Linked DNA regions of Pan troglodytes: region 2 is linked to region 1. Evidence: chromatin contacts called from public HiChIP or PLAC-seq data. All regions are on one chromosome and are shown on one strand. The core of a region is the stretch at or near the end of the contact, and the rest is flanking DNA. Distances in the headings are between cores, read along the strand shown. Region 1 overlaps CDK6 (cyclin dependent kinase 6). Region 2 overlaps LOC134810468 (a long non-coding RNA gene).

The links. HiChIP or PLAC-seq counts read pairs in DNA pulled down with a chosen protein or histone mark.
Region 2: a contact with region 1 is called in an H3K4me3 HiChIP or PLAC-seq map of stem cell-derived excitatory neurons, with 4 times the contacts expected there. The contact joins two enhancer-like sites. A contact is called at or near these places in 2 of 7 Hi-C or Micro-C datasets (induced pluripotent stem cells and stem cell-derived neural progenitor cells), 1 of 1 datasets of contacts at active chromatin or transcription factors (stem cell-derived excitatory neurons) and 1 of 1 other capture datasets (stem cell-derived neural stem cells).

The regions. Positions count from the first base shown.
Region 1 is chr6:102,070,694-102,073,722 of NHGRI_mPanTro3-v2.0_pri, reverse strand. The region is part of intron 4 of CDK6 (cyclin dependent kinase 6); the gene reads left to right. Among named protein-coding and RNA genes, the nearest start is that of FAM133B, 110 kb to the right of the region's middle. Within about 2 kb of position 1,387, at least 13 of the 24 cell types and tissues checked have an H3K27ac peak or open chromatin away from gene starts, as enhancers often do. A contact at or near this core is called in stem cell-derived excitatory neurons, where this site is marked.
Region 2 is chr6:102,421,878-102,425,060 of NHGRI_mPanTro3-v2.0_pri, reverse strand. All of the region lies in intron 2 of LOC134810468 (a long non-coding RNA gene), which reads right to left. Among named protein-coding and RNA genes, the nearest start is that of SAMD9, 71 kb to the left of the region's middle. Within about 2 kb of position 1,305, at least 2 of the 24 cell types and tissues checked have an H3K27ac peak or open chromatin away from gene starts, as enhancers often do. A contact at or near this core is called in stem cell-derived excitatory neurons, where this site is marked.

The DNA.
Region 1 (3,029 bases), core at 138-2,637:
TAAGACTTAATGACTTTTTTGCGAATCGGTTAAACTTTCTGGTGTATGTTGCTTTTCATTTTCTTCTCCAGAAATCTTAATCCTCCTGAAGACAGGAAATGTGTTAGGAGTTCATAGACTCTGAATATTAGAATTGCACAATTCATGACCCCAGGATTCCATATGCTGTCCATTCAATAAAGGGGTGACACTGTCAATGATGATCAATGTTTAGATGACAAACATCTTTAAATCCACAAAATTTCTCATAGACCAAAGCGTTTGTTCTAGTCCCTGACATATCGAACCAGTTTTTTCAAAGTAAATCATTTGATCTGGTTCCTGACATATCAAACCAGTTTTTTCAAAGTAAATCTTGTGTCCTGAAAACATTTTGAGGCCTTAAATAATACCACTCTTGAATATCATCATTTGAGTAACTTAGTAAAGACTATTAAAGAAATACACATATATGGTAAGATTTTGTAGGATCTTCTTAGCATTAAGAATAAAAGATTATTAATTCTTTCCCCGTGAAACAACAACATATAATAATAAGCTAAATGTGGTCAGCTTTGATTTCATAACGGGAAAACTCCCTTTTCATTTTTACAATTGGTGTTTTCTCTTCAGCTGCTTTTTAAGTTGGCCTGTTAGCAATTTAGCCTGTCTTTAATTTTAAGCACCATTCTTCTAGTCAGGAGATCCCAATAGGAAGCCCACTCTTGTAGCCTCGCCTCTCATTGGCTAGCTGGGAAAAGAGCATTTCTGCATAAATTGGATGCTTCCTTCTCCCCTGGAGACCAAATATGCTCATGTTTCACAATCCCCTGGTTTATAACCTTGAGTCCATTGCCTAAAGCTGGAAACTTTCACTTTGTAGAACAGAGCACACTCCGAAACCCAGATCCAATACCGCTGACATGTCGGTGGGTCTGACAGCAGATTGAATACATGCTTCTTTCTTAATCCAGTGTTTCTGAGCTGCTCCAACTGAAATCAGAAACCGATGTGCGTGAGAGAGGTGTCCTTCAAAGAAAGGTATTTCCTTTGTGCAGCTCCAGTGCACACAGAATCCAAGGGGTTAACGTGAGAGCTGCTTTGAAAACAGAGGCGAAGGTCACTGGCGGCAACAGCAAAGACTTTTAAAGCCTGCCGTCCTGAGCCTTTCAGCCTGCCTTCCCCACCCAGGGGATTGTAAACATTGGCTCCCAGCCACCTCGTCCCAAAGCACAAAACTTCTCTGTGCTTTCAGCATATACATTTATGCTTTTTTATGGAAGTTGAAGCAGAGGCGCATTATTGCTGTGAGCCCAGAGAACATGTCTCTGTTCAATGAAAGGGGAGGAATCCTGTCCTGCCAGAATGTGAAAGCATGCAGATACGCTTATTTAGCGGGGCTTCACATGGAACTTAGCCGCTGCTCTTAGTCTGACTTTCTCAAGTCAAAAGAATGTGTAGAATGCTGTCACTTAATCAGAACCCAGAAGAGCTCTTTTATCTGCCATTTGTTTGTAACTTGCAATATTGTCCTTATCTCTTTGTCCTTTAGCTTGATCCAGTGCCCTCAGATATGAGAACTGGAAACATGAAAGCACTTATTACCTTGAGCATTGCTTCTTGATTTTTGTTGGTTTTTTTCTTTTCTTTTTTTTTTTTTTTTTTTTACTTCAGGGTCCCTTAATCACCAACAAAGAAGCTATGAGACTTTTTCCCCCTAATTTCTGCCTTAGTCCTAGGATCATATTTGTTTAGTAATATTTAAAAAAAACCAAGATGATTTGTATATTTACACTGCCATTTATACCTGGTTCTTTAAAAGTCTATTATTGACATAACTTTGTATCATTATAACTTTCACTGATCATTTGCATGAAACAGAATGGAATTTCCAGAGGTATCATGTGTAGCTTAAATTTCTCCCTCCCAAACTTTTTAATATGTCGTAGGAGGTTAATATCCTTCTGTCTATAAGTAATTTCAGTCATTTGAGATCATCTTTTTCTCTTTGGTAATTTCTAAAGACACAAACCAGAGATATATTTCAATAGGTAGGAACAGAAAAATTATATCCCATGTCATTCCTTTTTGCTGTGGTCTTTTTATATATATATAATTTTCTATTTCAGAGACAGACATGTCTTCTGAAATGGCCACTCTGAGCATATTTTGTAATAAATTTGGATGCTTACCTAATGAAGCACAATCACTACACATTTCTGTTTGAACAATGATGCTTGATTTTGAAAAGAACACGAGACAGACAACAGCCTCTCCCATGTTACATGACATGCAGACATGATTGTTCTCTAGCCTGTAGCTACATTGATAAGTGATATGTGGCTTTGCCTTTTGCCACTCAGGCTAAATAACTCTTGAAGGTTCTTCACAGGCTCTTCTGGAATTCCAATTTTGCTTTATGGAACCACAAATTATATTGAGTAATTATTAATGTTCTTTCAGTTTTCCTCTTGGTTAACGTTTGATTTCTGTAAATGTCAAGTTTCTGTGAACAGCATCACTGACCTGGATGTATTGGTACACAGTGCAATGTTCAGATGGTGTCACTGAGCATGTAGAATTTATTTATTCTAATTATAGGATTCTGGAGTTGGAAAGACTTTAGAAATAATCAAATGTGACTTCTTGATTTTGTAGTTGAGAAACTAGGGCCTAACAATATAAAATTACTTTTTTGCAATGTAATAAATATACAAAGGTTATTTATAACTAATATCCAGAGGTATATCTGGATATAAATATTTATTTAAAACTAATACCCAGAGTATATCTGGAACAAAAACTCAGATTTCAAAATCTCAATCAAGGACTCTTTCCCTTAGTCCATCTAGTCACATACCCCCTATACTGTATGGTGTTCACAGATGACTAAAGATGAGACTAATAAATGGCCGATATTTAGATCATCTTCAGCAAGTAGATGAGCACATAAATGATTATGAACAGACATTTTGTACACTGAGCATGAGGCAACATGGGGTCTTGGTCTTTACTTATTCCCAAGGGTACCTGGTAACTGACATTTCAAC
Region 2 (3,183 bases), core at 56-2,555, 350 kb before region 1:
TTATAACTAAAGCATGAGTTTTCTAGAGTTTAAGTGGAAATCTTGAAAAACTACCAAGCCCCTCAAATTTGGCAGGACTCAAACTCTAAACTCTGTCTTGGTGCAGTGAACAACAGCTTAAAAATTTCTGTTCTGTTCTTTCAGTCTCTCAGCTACAGTTTTTCACTGGTCAACTTGGAGTTTCCCCTTCACACGTACAGTTCAGGGTCACCAAAGATTAGAGAGGAGATTATGAGCAGATTTGGGGCCTACCTAGCCCCACTGTGATCTTTCTCTCTGGGATTTTTACCCCTCAATTTCCAGATGTTGTGAAAGCTCCAAACACTATCCTTTGACTCCTCAGGTCAATAAGACTGTAGCTTTCTGCTTCAATTCTAGCTGTCCTGCACCAAGTGGAGTATAGAGCACCTTTGGAAAAATCAATAAATACATTGATTTTATCTAATATGGTTCCTTATTTCAAGGATCAAATTCTCTCTGGTTTTGGGCTGCTTTGTTGTCTCCCCAGTATGTTTCAATTGTTTTCTTTTAATATTTTGTCCAGAGTTCACAATTGTTATCTGTAGGAAGGGCAGTCTGATACAAACTACTGCAACACGACCAGAACCAGAACATATGCAGGCAACTTTTTCATTCTATTTCACTTAAGTAAAAAGTTTTGCACAGGTAGCATAAATTACAGCAAATTTGAAATTTTAGGTGAATCTTTTATTTTTGAATCACAGGTTTCCATTTCTAGATAATCATTGCTTTATTAAAAGGTAGATGCTCCAAAGAGAGAAATAAATGCTTGCCTTCCTTGAGACAATCTCAAAGGAAATGCCATGTCTGTTTTTTGTTTAATTTAGTATTTGTAATATAAAGAGGCTTAAGACCTCAGTCTTCTAAAAGTTTTCAACCTGAAAGATGTGAGTTTATTATTATCTATGTGGCCTCCCAGTTTTGCAAATAATCCCTTGAAAACCTCCCTATGGCTGTTTATGTAAATGAGAGATAACTCTGTTTTAATTCATTTCACTGGGTATAGTGTACAAATTAAGGGAAGGAGAGCCAGGTATAAGAATCTAGTGAGCTGGGAAATATGGGATGTTTATTTTGTAGGATGTGGTTTAGAGATTCCTGGTTGGAATGGCCCATACCATAAGAGTTCCGGGTGGGTGCCATGCCACACAGGAAACAATTGTAGCCTGCCCCTGGGAGTAAGCCAGAGAGCTAACAAATTCAGTGTGCATTGTAATGCTTCATCAACACGCCTTCTGCAGGGCCTGCCCTCTCTGCTGGGTCACTGACCCTTATAAGTGCACAGTCATGGCCACCGCCTGACAGGCATGAAAAGGAGACAGACAATGGACGAGAAGGAGACATGCACAGAGGGGGAAAATGCACTCATTCAAGGGATTTACTGGTCAGGGATGTCATGTCCTATGTCCAGTCCCAGAATGCATGTGGTGGTGTTTAAGCCATGCATATCTAGCTACATAAATATAAGGAATGATTATCATCAATATATGAACATAAAAATATCCCTGAGAATCATGATTGATTTTTGTGGCAGCACAGAACAATGTAGAAAGTAGTTTTGTGTTATAAAATTTTTCACCAATTTATAAAAGCTTTAGATCATTAAAATTGATTAGAGTGTCATACAGCCTGATTTCAAAGGCATTCCAGACTCCAGAGGCGGCATCAGATAGTGACCCGCAAGCTGGGGAAAAAAACATTGAATTTGGGTCCTGAATTTGTCCTAAAGGAGCTGTGCAGCCTTTGGCCATTTGTTGCAAACAATCAGGCTCCCATTTCTTCATCTGTATACGAGTAGGTGCCATCTTAGTATAATGATACCATTTCCCCGATATTTTAGGATTTCTGTGTTTGTTACTATTCCTTTGCATCCTGAGATGATTCATATAGTTTCTTTTTCAGGAAGTTTAGGAAACATGTTAACACAGTGATTTTCAAAATGAACTTCTGAAACCCTATGTATTTCCCCTGTTCAGTAAGACATACTGGTATTATTTTACATATTGGAATGCCATGTAGACTTTTATTTCTTTTTATTCCATTTTTAAAAGGAGTCTATTTCAAGTCAAAAAAAGCATTTGAAAACCAGTTCTGAAGGATGTTCCTTTTACCTCTGATGGTGTATGATTCTTGTAATGAAAAGGGGATGCATAAATTTGTATCTTTTATTAATAAGCATTTTTCAAAGGCTCTTAACAGTGATATTAAATTAAATGTCTCTCCTATTGATTCTTGATCAAAATAGTGTTCTTATAGAAAAACTATGTATAGCAGATGCATCTGGAAAGGGACATGTGTTCTGAGAACCCCACTCTAGAATGGGAGCACTGTTCTAGAGTACATATACAGCCTCTACCACTACAGAGATTGTCACACAGAGTGGTATTATCACACTGGGTTTGTCAGCATTTCATGGTTTCTAATGGTCTCCTGTGCTTATAGAGCCCAGGGGCATCTCAAAAATGGCATCTTGGCTGGCATTCCACCTCAAAGTGCCTAACAACCCATCTTGCTTCTTGAAGAACTTCTGCTGATTATCAGTGGTTCAGGAAATGTAATCTAATTTTTAACACAAACCAAACCCAAACATAATTACATGCTAAATATGTAGAAAGAACAAGCATATGATGCAGTTCAAAGCCAAATAAACGTGATTTCTATTTTTGATCATTGAAAAGTAATCTTTCTCACCACTGCCTTCTATAAATATAAGGTAATGTGTGTGAGCCACATGCAAGTGGGTTCCTAAATCCCACTGTATATTTAATATTTATAGTAACTTTCACTCAAGAATCTACTCCCATATGTGCTAGCAATCATTTTTCCACTTTGAAAGCGTGAAGAAATTATTCCCATTTTACAAAAGTAAATAAATTTAGTCCTGGAGAGGATAACATTACAGTTCATTTTCATGTATAAATGTCCTTCCCTGCTAGAGACTGAGCACCTCTATGGGAAAAGAGTGGTGTCCGATTAAATGTTAAGGTGAAAAGTCCAGTTCATCCTCTGGAAGAAAAGAATGATATGTCCTTGTTCATCCCTAAGCCTTCTGGGTTGGAATAACGATAACTGGGATTTCATGAGAACCTAGAAGAGTGATCTTGTTTAATGTATTCACTCCCAAAATACAAAGTTTCTGGACTACCCTCTAGAAGCTTTTAT